3 separate regions of the Mus musculus genome follow, and regions 2 and 3 are each linked to region 1. The links are chromatin contacts, called in public HiChIP or PLAC-seq maps. All regions are on one chromosome and are shown on one strand. The core of a region is the stretch at or near the end of the contact, and the rest is flanking DNA. Distances in the headings are between cores, read along the strand shown.

What was found. HiChIP or PLAC-seq counts read pairs in DNA pulled down with a chosen protein or histone mark.
Region 2: a contact with region 1 is called in an H3K4me3 HiChIP or PLAC-seq map of embryonic forebrain, with 8 times the contacts expected there. The contact joins the enhancer-like site here to the promoter of Grik2 in region 1. A contact is called at or near these places in 11 of 39 promoter capture datasets (the 3T3-L1 cell line, 3T3-L1-derived adipocytes, the C10 cell line and 7 more) and 3 of 115 datasets of contacts at active chromatin or transcription factors (astrocytes, embryonic forebrain and embryonic midbrain).
Region 3: a contact with region 1 is called in an H3K4me3 HiChIP or PLAC-seq map of embryonic forebrain, with 34 times the contacts expected there. The contact joins the enhancer-like site here to the promoter of Grik2 in region 1. A contact is called at or near these places in 10 of 39 promoter capture datasets (the 3T3-L1 cell line, the C10 cell line, cranial neural crest and 5 more), 7 of 484 Hi-C or Micro-C datasets (brain, cerebellum, cerebral cortex and 3 more) and 4 of 115 datasets of contacts at active chromatin or transcription factors (astrocytes, embryonic forebrain, embryonic hindbrain and 1 more).

What each region holds. Positions count from the first base shown.
Region 1 is chr10:49,786,716-49,790,029 of GRCm38.p6, reverse strand. It overlaps Grik2 (glutamate receptor, ionotropic, kainate 2 (beta 2)), which reads left to right and starts at 1,276. Exons shown (of 17, transcript NM_001111268.3): 1 at 1,276-1,402.
Region 2 is chr10:46,920,880-46,924,685 of GRCm38.p6, reverse strand. No RefSeq gene overlaps it. Among named protein-coding and RNA genes, the nearest start is that of Gm25650, 84 kb to the right of the region's middle. Within about 2 kb of position 1,660, at least 11 of the 459 cell types and tissues checked have an H3K27ac peak or open chromatin away from gene starts, as enhancers often do. A contact at or near this core is called in embryonic forebrain, where this site is marked.
Region 3 is chr10:46,824,797-46,828,146 of GRCm38.p6, reverse strand. No RefSeq gene overlaps it. Among named protein-coding and RNA genes, the nearest start is that of Gm25650, 12 kb to the left of the region's middle. Within about 2 kb of position 1,951, at least 25 of the 459 cell types and tissues checked have an H3K27ac peak or open chromatin away from gene starts, as enhancers often do. A contact at or near this core is called in brain, cerebellum, cortical neurons and 2 more, where this site is marked.

The sequences.
Region 1 (3,314 bases), core at 27-2,526:
TGCTTCCAGCCCTTCAGAATTAGACTGGAGTGCTCCTGGGACTGCAGTTGCCTCTAGGCTCCACTGAGCTTAGGAATTCCACCTGGCCTGCTTCCTATTACAATCCCTTTGAAATTTGTCTCCTGGGCTGGTCTGCCAAGCCTGTTCAAGCTTGGCCTCTCTTAAACCTCCTCGAGAATAGTAGCTCACCAATGTACTCTGGGGGGAACTGCTAAGTCTCCACTCTAGTTAATATTGCAGGGCTGAGGATAAAGTAGCAAAGGTATTGAATACATGTTGACTTTTCTGACCCAGAGGAGAGCAAATCCGGGATTGTTTGCAGAAGCTAATCGCTCCTCCAGAGAAGCCTGAGGAGTCTGGTGTGCTCTCTGCCTCCTGTCCCCACCCCTGACTCCAGGAAGCAACCCTTGGGAAGACCCTAGGACTTAGGCACCCTCCTCCTCCCACTTCTCCTTAAAAACATCTTTCAATATCTCATATTTAAGTACTTCTATATGCTCATTTTCCCAACCATGACAGCTAGGACTCCAGGTTCTGTGCTTGCCAGGCCTCAAATTCCCTCAGAGTTCAGGGACCTAGCTTGAAGAACAAAATCAGATATAAAGGGGCTAGACCTGTGCTGAGATTTCCTGCCAGCTTCTTGATGTTGAAAGTCCATTTCTTTTGCTACTGGACACCAGGAGAGACCAAAACCCATCTAGCTTGAGAAGCAGGATAGAAGTAGAAGATGCAGAAACCAAGATGATCCTCACCAACCTGAATGGGAAATGCAGTAGTTGAACCAAAAGGGTCACTTTGGAGACAACCAGCTGCTCCCCAGATGCTGGCAACATAGAAGTCTCGTTGCCATGGTTTCAGGAGCAGCAAAAAAGCAGCCACCCAGAAGCAGAAGCTATGAGTCCTTATACTCAGTGTAGCTTCTCAGAGCAGGCAAAATCAATCCTTGTCCCTTTTGCCTTACCCACTGTCATTCAGAGCATCTCTGTCCCTGTTCCCCTATGCCTGGATGTGGATGTGCTTGCTTGCAGGAGACGAAATCAGGGCCGAGGGTTCCGGAAGCACTAGGTGGTCAGTACCCGGAATTCTCTCCCTGGAGTTCTTGAAATAAAGAGTGCACCGTGCTCTTGGGTGGGCCTGGGTGCCCTGGAGCTAGTAACAGCAGCGGGGAAAGAAGCGCGGCGCCTTTAAAGCAAGAGGAGAGGAACCCCCGCCAGGAGGCGTGTCTGTCTCCAGCGCCACCGCTGCGGCTCCGCGGTCTCGGTCTCCGCCGCCGTCACTTGCGCTCTCGCTGGCGGCTGCGTGGCCGAGGCTGGGAGCCCGGGACTTCCCGCTGAACCGCCTCCTGCCGCAGCTCTGAGAGGACTACCCCAGTCCCTACCCTCCCTCTTCACCCTAGCCGCAGGTAAGCACTCGCCAGCGGTGGACCCTCCCTGGAGCTCAATCCCAGGGCGTTCGCTGTGGGTCCGGAGGCACTGCGGACCCGCGAGGAGCACTAGCCGCGGACAGGAAAGGAAGAGGGGAACCGCTGCCCGGCTGAGTTCGTGCGCTCCAGGCACCTGCTGGATGCAGCCGCTTGGAGGGCTTTGTCTCACTTGCTGCAGCCAGTGCCCCGCAAGGATGAAAGTGGCTCATTTGGCTCCTGGCTGGTGTTCTCCACGTAAAATATTTGAATAAGTCGATCTGTCAGATGTGTACTCAGCTACCGGGACTCAACGCTCAAGGCGAAGAGACGCAGGAAAGCTGTGTATCTTTGTGCCATAACAACTCCTCATCCCTCTTTCGTCCACCAGTCCCACTATCTCCCTGATTCATAACTCTGGGGTGAGAAAGTTGAGATTATTTTAATACTGAGGACAGTATTAAAAGCTTCAGGAAGAAAAAAAAAAAAAAACTCTCAGGGCATCCCACAGGGGTAAGGACTAACTGCATCACTGAGGTGGATCATAAAGATTCAGAACTTTTAACCAACCACATTTCCTCATATTTTTATCTTCTGGAGTATTGGAAGGGTGTGTGTGTGTGTGTGTGTGTGTGTGTGTGTGTGTGTAGCAGTAGTAGCAGAGAGAGAGAGAGAGAGAGAGAGAGAGAGAGAGAGAGAGAGAGAGAGAGAGAATCAAACAGGACTAATGCTTCTAAGATGATTTTGGATTTGGGGGTTGGAGGATATTAGAAACTACCCTCTGGTAACGAAACGAACAGATTACCGTTTAACATTTCTTCATCTTCATACTGTAAGTATCTCTCATCAAAATTACCTTATGGATTAATTTTTTTCATCTCACAAGAATATGACTAATTCATTTAAATAAGTCTGCAGTTTACTTGCTGGAAGATGTGCAATTGCGTTTTAATTTGGTCTTGTTTTACTTCCTTACTTTATAACTTTGCAGAATAGACTCCTGCAATAATCAAGTAAGCTTATGAACTCTCAATGTCCTTAGAAACTTAGGCGTTAAAGAATTGAAATGCACAGGGGAAGAAAAGACAGAAAATGACTAAATAGTAAAACATCTATTTTTTTTTAAATTTAAATCCACTGAAGATTGCACATGCTGAATTTTTTAAAAGGAGCTTTACCGACACAAATCTCTTTGGTTCAATTTCTTAATTAAGATACATTTTTAGCATCTAAATAGTAATTAAAATTAAAAATATCATTAGCCACCAACGTAGCAGAATGTTAATACCACAGTTGGTAATGTGTTTAGAATCCCAAGGAATAACAGAAATCATGGATGCGTATGCAACAGTGTGGTTTCAACTGATCTCTGTCTTGGACTTCATTCTGTTTCCCCTTTAATGTCATGATTGAGTAGGCTGTTTTTTTAGCTAAGCTTCAACACAATAGGCCACTTGCATGGAATAACACCTTAGGTGTTACTATACAGTGAGGTTTCTTAAATGTCCCATAACAGCAGAACAACAGTGAGAGGGTCAGCAGAAGCCTCTCACTTGTGTGAGAAAATCTAAATGCACTGAATATTTTCTGTGGAAGAACCATTGAGATGGTTTTAAAATTTAGATTATTATAGAATACACATTTGCTGTCTCTAGCCAAAGTATAGGAATTGTCTTTTAAATGTTCTGCTATAAGGATTATTACACATTTGTTCATGCCCCAGCAGGTGGCAGCTAACTAGAATAAGATTCATTTTCACCCGGAGACTAGGAAACTAAAATTGCTTCTAAAGTAATAGTGCCCAAGAAGAAGAGGTCATTAGTGTCAGGTAATACAGAAGTGCAGTGAAAGATGGAGCTAATGTCTTTCGTCCTTCTCACTGTTGATGTTGTTGTAGGAACAAGCTTTGCATGGA
Region 2 (3,806 bases), core at 411-2,910, 2.9 Mb after region 1:
TAATACATGCTTATTCTGAAAAAGAAAGAGTCAAAATATGTTTGATATGTTTTCAGGAAAATGAGATTTAATTTATTTTAATTTATTAAAATTTTTGGCAGCTGGGCATGGTGGCGCACATCTTTAATCCCATCACCCGGGAGGCAGAGGCAGGCAGATTTCTGAGTTCGAGGCCAGTCTGGTCTACAGAGTGAGTTCCAGGACAGCCAGGGCTATACAGAAAAACCCTGTCTTGAAAAACCAAAAAAATTTTAAAAAAGAAAAAAATTTTTGGTGATGTAATAACTATACTAACTTGAACCTTACCTGTCTGATTATGTGTACCATGTTCCAAACTTCTCAAGCTAATCAAGAGGTCTCACTATCATCACTTGAGGGTACAGAGGGGGAAAAAAAAACAGTAAACAACCAGACAAGTAAACAGGAAGTCTTAAACACATAAAATACAGACAAGGTGATAAGGCTAATGAGAGATGGAATAATTCAGTCATTCATTCTAAAAGAGATTGTGAAAGCATTTACACATATGATCTATTGTTCCAATGTCATGTTCAACCATAGCGTGCACACAAAGGAGGTAGCTGCCAGGTATAAAACTCAAATAAAAAAGTCTTAACATTGTTGGAGTTATTTCCCAAGGAATATCTTAATTATAAGCATAGTCAAGGTCACTGATGGTTAGCATCATAGTCATTTTTAGGGCATCTTAACATCAAAATGCAGTGAAAACAATTTGAGGTAAGTCTCACACGCGCTATTGTCTCGCCAGCAAGAACACACGTGTGAGAAACCGGATCCTTCTGCAGCAACTTTATTACACCAGTTTCAACATGAAGAGGAAGACCCCAAGCACCAAAAAGGCGCTGCTTATATACACCTTAGTGTGGCATGTCCACACCTGATTGGCTGCTCTCCCAAAGCCTCATCACCAGGCCCCAGGCACGAAAAGAAAAAAAAAAAAAAACACTCTCGCACATGCGCACATTGCTTGTTTACCAATTAGGCCACACAGGCACAGCGGAAACTGCTTCCCACAGGTAAGCAATAAAGTTGTTGATATTTAGCCTGTAGAACTTTTCTTGTAGATATATTTACAAGTGTAAATAAAATGCCTTGAAGTAGTGATGTTTTCCTTTGGGTGCATGTGTAGGTGAATGAGAGAACCACACCTGCAGACTTCAGCGATCTCTATCTTCACTGCTCTCACCCTTCTCATGTGTGTTAGATTTTCTGTGCTGAGAAAACAATCTGCCTGGTGATCTGTGCCACCTTGAAAGTCTCTCTCTAATTATGTTTCTCTTTATTTGTGCCCACTGTGGATTTCATTCCTCAGTAGACACACAGATCAAAAGTCTACATAAGACAGAAAACTGTACACTGCACCCCCCAAATATGAGTTAACAGTATGAAAGGCTAGAAATGTTAAGGGCTTTGCCACTTATGGGGGGGGGGGGGCTTGATCACCAGTTAACAGGAAAGCAATATCTTGCAACACATCTTCCGGGTGGATATTCAGTTCAGAATCATCAAAGAACTGAGCTGCAAGTACATAAGTGCAGTCCTCTCTGCCTTGGAGGTCTACTATATGTACTATGTGCACATCAGTAGGCCTGCTGCAGATCTGAGACGAGAACTCAAAAGGAGACAGGTGCAGGACGAGCCAAGGAGAGCACAGCCCAGCAGCTGAGGCATGCATTGACCTCTGCTCATTAAAAGAGGAGTGGAGAGAGGAAAGCAGCATGGGGCCCTGGAACATATTCTACAAAGCTTCAAAGACAAAAGAACACACTTTTCTTAACAGCTTAGCCTGAAAGCATTCGGCATTAGAAAGCACATGATGTATTTTTTCAATAAATGGAAGAATGTGGCATGGAATGCAAGTGCTTTTGCCCACCATCTTTAACCCTATCTAAAAAACAGAGTTAATAACTAAACACAGCAGCGAAAACTGTGGCAGCACAGTTACACTTAGCAATGATGAGCTCTAAGGCATCAGCAGTCTATAGAAGTGAGTGTAAGAAAAGGGTAGGAAAATGCCATTTAAGTTTCAGTCCAGAGCAATTTTCTCTCTGCCTCATGACATGGGGCCAGTCAAGAAACTGAATACGGAGGTTTGTCTGTCTCAGAAGACAAAAGTGAGGGCGTGCAGGGGAAAAAGTAACTGAGGTAAAAGCAGTGACAGAAAAGATATTATCATGTAAAATCGTTTTTAGTATTTAAATCCCACCTCCTTCTCTAGAACAGTTTCTAACACAATGGAATGAATATGAATAGATTAGGAAGTAAACTTTTTATAGCCAAAAAAAAGAAGTTTGGCAGTTAGGAATTGAATAATTATATAGTGTTCTAATATTCTAAAAGAAGAAAATTAAAATAGGCTTTTTAAAAGCTCTTTAACAAACTAAGGTATTAATACATTATCATTTTCTTAATTATAAATGATATAATTTATAATTGATATCAGGAAGGGAAGAAACAAATATTGAATTTAATACTTTGTGATTAGAATATTTAAGCTAAAAACCATTATTCAAAAACTCATGTATGAAGTACAACCTCACATTAGGAACATAGTGGAACAGTCACAAAGGAACTGCCAGCACATTTTGAAATAGATGATTGGAGCTGTCTTCTCTTCCCTGAAATATATAAATGAACTTTGAGAGATTAACATCAGACAGTGAATTCAGATTTACATCATTTATTTAATGTGCATGTATAATATATTTTATGTTTACTTATCACATAAAGTAATATATTTTATTATAGCATTTTTATACATACACAGTTTTTCTGATGCCCATGCACATTGTGCCCTTCTGTCCCCTGTGTTCCCCTTTCTCCTTTCATACCACATGTATTCCATTCCCTTCTCACTACCAGATTCCTGGTCTCTATACAAACTGACTTGCTCCCAAAATACTTGTTTTATAAATGACAATGTAGGGCAAACACTTGTTGCTTTAATTATTCTTTGATTTTTTTTAATCATAGTGTAATCACTTAATTTCTCACATTCTCAAATACCTTCTTTTGCTCTCTTTTAAAAAACATGGTCTTTTTTTTCATTAACTGTTGTTACATACTTATATGTATCACTATATTTTATCTTAAACTTTCTGAACCAGATTATCTGTTATATAATGTTTTGTACTTTTTGCAATTTTCATATTCTGTTTTCTTTCTGGCTCAATAAAATCTTACATGTATATTGCCACATTTTCATTATCTATCCATTCATTGGTGGTGATGTAAACTACCTCCATCTCTCAGTTATTAGGAACAAGCCAGCAATAAACATGGGTGTTTATACAGGTGACAGATACAAAAGCCTTTAGACATATGCCCAAAATGATGTCATATGATGATAGTCCTATTTAAATCTTTCTGAGACAACTCCACTTTGATTTCATTGGTAGCTGTACAAGTTTTCACTCCCACCAAGAGTGAATAAGGGCTCCCTCCATCTACTCCTTTTCTATGACAGCAATTGTCATGTTTTCTTGATTAATATTCTTCTAACTGATGTAAGATGAAAATTCAGTGTAGTTAAATTAGCATTTCCTGAATGTCTAAGGGTATTGAGCATTTAAGAAAAACAATGTTGACATTTGCCTCTTCTTTTGAGAAGTATGTGTTCAGTTCATTGGTCTGTTAATGGAGCTTCAGTTTCATTATTTCTGATGTCTAAATAGACCTGGTGAAGATTTTCTACCATTCTATAAGCTATCTGCTCATTTTGTTAAAAATTCCTTTTACAGTGCAGAAGCTTCTTAAATTCATGTGTTCCTACCAGTCAAGCCTTA
Region 3 (3,350 bases), core at 702-3,201, 3.0 Mb after region 1:
CAAATATTTCAAAAGAGGGCCAACTAAAAGAAGTATTTAATAATAATAATAATAATAATAATAATAATAATAATAATAATAATAACAAATTAGAGAAAAATATTCCAGCTTTCATAAAACTGAAAACACATTTGATTTTCAGTAAATAAAAGGGTAATAAAAAGCTGGCATATTCTGAGAAAACTAAAACTTGGTTTACTTTCTTTAATAAAATTGTGAACTCTCTTTAGGCTCACTTTAGATCCTTCTATATTGTTTTTGACTTTTAAAATTAAATTGAAATGCTAAAGTTTTGAGCATGAAGCATAAATTTTATTTGACCTTTTAGGAAAAGCTATTTTTGTATATTCCTCAGAAGAGGAATCTGTGTTCTGTACCAATCATGTGCGGACAGGCCAGGTGGCAGATTATTTAGCATCTCAGTCTTTCACCTCTAGAGACCAGGGCTTAAATGTGGCTTAAAAGAAATACCCCAGAGTAATGTGTGTGCATTTTGAGGCCTTAAAATTGGGCTTAAGCAGCAATCACTTGCAGCTGCAGAGATGTTCTTTCAAAAGACATCAGAAATGTCACAGGACAAGACCCAGGGATTTCAATAAAGACATAAAGGCCACCCAGACAACCCAACTGGGACAAAGCTTATCAAAATAATGAACCTACAGGTCTGGAACTCTACTGGTCAATGAAAGGAGCCAAATGGGCTTTAAAAAAAAAAAAAAAAAAAAAAAAAAAAAAGGAAAGGAAAGGAAAGAAGGAAGAAAAATGGGTAGTTTCAAATAGATAAGCTTTAGCAGTAACAGCATCCCTAAAGACATGCAAATGAGATTGCCAAAAAGGAGGGGGGCACTAAAAACAAAAAACAAATAGTGTAGCTTACTAGTGCCCCCTAGTGTAACTTCTGTTCTACTTTATGCAGAATTTGATTCTTTAAATATATTTTAAAGAGAGTAAATAGGGTTTAAAAAAAATAATTGCAAGAGTTACAAAAACCCATGAAAAAGAAATGCAAGATTTATATTTTTAAGTCAGATATTAACATCCTAAATAGCTCAGCAGCATCAAAGCTAATAATGTGATTATGTGTATTAGGATCTAATAGTCTGACATCAGAGATAAATTAAAGAAGGACTGACAGACAGAAAAATGACAGCCTCTTTTCCTCCCATGCTTCAGCACAACAGCTCTCTCCCTGAAAAATGTTTTGCTTCACAGTCCCTCTGTTTTGCATCCTAATTTTATCCTGTGCCAACAAAACAGATTGTTTGCTAATTGATATCATAAAGCAAGACAGCCCAGTGAAGGATGATAATTCCTATTCCAGCCAGCGGCAGCTGATGGGGAGCTTGATAGAAATGCTGTCATTTTCAACAGACTGCCTACAATAGACTTTCCACTGTAAATATAGAGATTTGACAGAAGCCTCATCCACCCACCTTTAGTTTTGGAAATGAAATAATTCTCCTACAATATTCTTGTCACCCACTTTAGTTTTGCTACTTGAATTTTTTTTTCTCCTAAAATATGAATACCATTTGGTCTTTGTCAATTGGTAGACAATTGTTTTTTTTGTTGTTTTTTGTTTGGTTGTTGTTGTTGTTGTTGTTCAAAGTCATATGCAAGCTTATGAAGAGCCAATAAACTCGTCTGACTCTAGAAGGGAATAAAGTAACTGGAGTATGACCTATTATCCCATTAAACATTTGTAAAACATCAGGAACTTATAAAACTTGTAAATTTACTTCACATATTCCTAAATTCCACTGCCACTCTGAAAAGTAAAAATCATTTTCACGGTGCTCTTCCTCTTTCCTAGCAAAATCCTTTGTTCTTAGTAGGTTCAGCTTGTCAACCTAGAGAAGCATAGCAAACAAAGTATTCTGTGTATGCAGGACCTAATGTCATCAAGCATTAACAAATGTCTAGTGAGTCCCTACCGAATTCAGCTGGAGAACAATGCCTGTGTGATGCAAATAATTCAGTTGCAAGTGAGAAAACAAAGGCGCTGAGAGGTGGAGAAGGCAGGGTAATGATGGGATTTTAATAATTCCAGTTTAGCTCTCAAGAGGAGATGCATATAAAGAGGCAATGTACACAAGTCATAATTTGTAGCCATCTGCTTTGCTGGTTCAAAAGAGAATTCATTTTGGCTTTTAAAAAAAAAGTCATTTTTTTCACCTATTTGTACCCCATTACATAGTTTCTCCTTGGCTCTTCATTTTAATTTTTTGCCAAGCTGGAAAAAAAATAAAGAGTAATAGTTGATTCTGAAATGTTAAATCATCAAATAGGCATGTTTCTCTCAAATACTGAATCTACATGTAAGCATGTGTGTATGTGTGTCTTTGTGTGCATACAATGTGCATCTGCCTGTGTGTGTGTGTGTGTGTGTGTGTGTGTGTGTGTGTGTGTGTGTGTGTATTGACCATAGAAAAGAAACCTTAAGGAGAGAAAAAGAAATCTGAAATAGTGGAGGGAATAAAAATGACTTGGAAGCAGCAGGGGAGACTCTGGGTGGAGGAAGGATGGTGGCCTACTTTACTTGCTCTTACTGTGATGAACATCATGATCAAAAATCAACTTGTGGAGCAAAGGATTTATTTGCTTACAGAGGCTATAGTCCATCATCAAAGGGAGCTAAGGTAAGAGCCTGAAGCACAAAGGGAAGGAGGAATGATGCTCGCTACCTTGCTAACTATGGCTTGCTCAGCTAGCTTTCTCATAGAGTTTATGCCCATTTGACAAGAAATGGTACCACCCACATTGGGCTGTCCCTTTCCTAAACAATCATCAACCAAGAATATTCCCACAGGCCAAACTTATGAATGCAATCAGTTCTTCAATTAAGTTTCTCTCTTTCCAGGTATGTCAAATCGCAATGGGGATTAGCCATCAAAGAAAAACACCAGCAAGATGTGGCCTGGGAAATGGAGGTCAATGGGAGAAGCAAATGACCGAAAACATTTAAAACATTTATGTGTATAAAATGCCCGTTGCTTTATATGCTAACGTAAAAAGTAATTTAGAAAACAGCCAAGGTAGAAGAAAATTAAGGAGATTAGAACAACCCTCCCAACCTCTTTTATCATTTAGCAGTAAAGGAAACTGACACCCAGAAATGTGGACTCATGTGTTGACAATGACATCACAAGTTAGTAGCAAAGGGTGAAATAAAGAAAATGTCTACTGTACTATGGGTTTGAAACATAGCTATGCTTTTGGTACAAAACAAAATCTTTTTAAAGGGCCTTTTAAAAAATGTTCAATATTCTACCATTTGAAGCTTAAGTCTCAACAATTTAGTTCTTAAAATGGGCAATGGAGTAGGGCTGAGCCAGGGGAATAAACTGCAG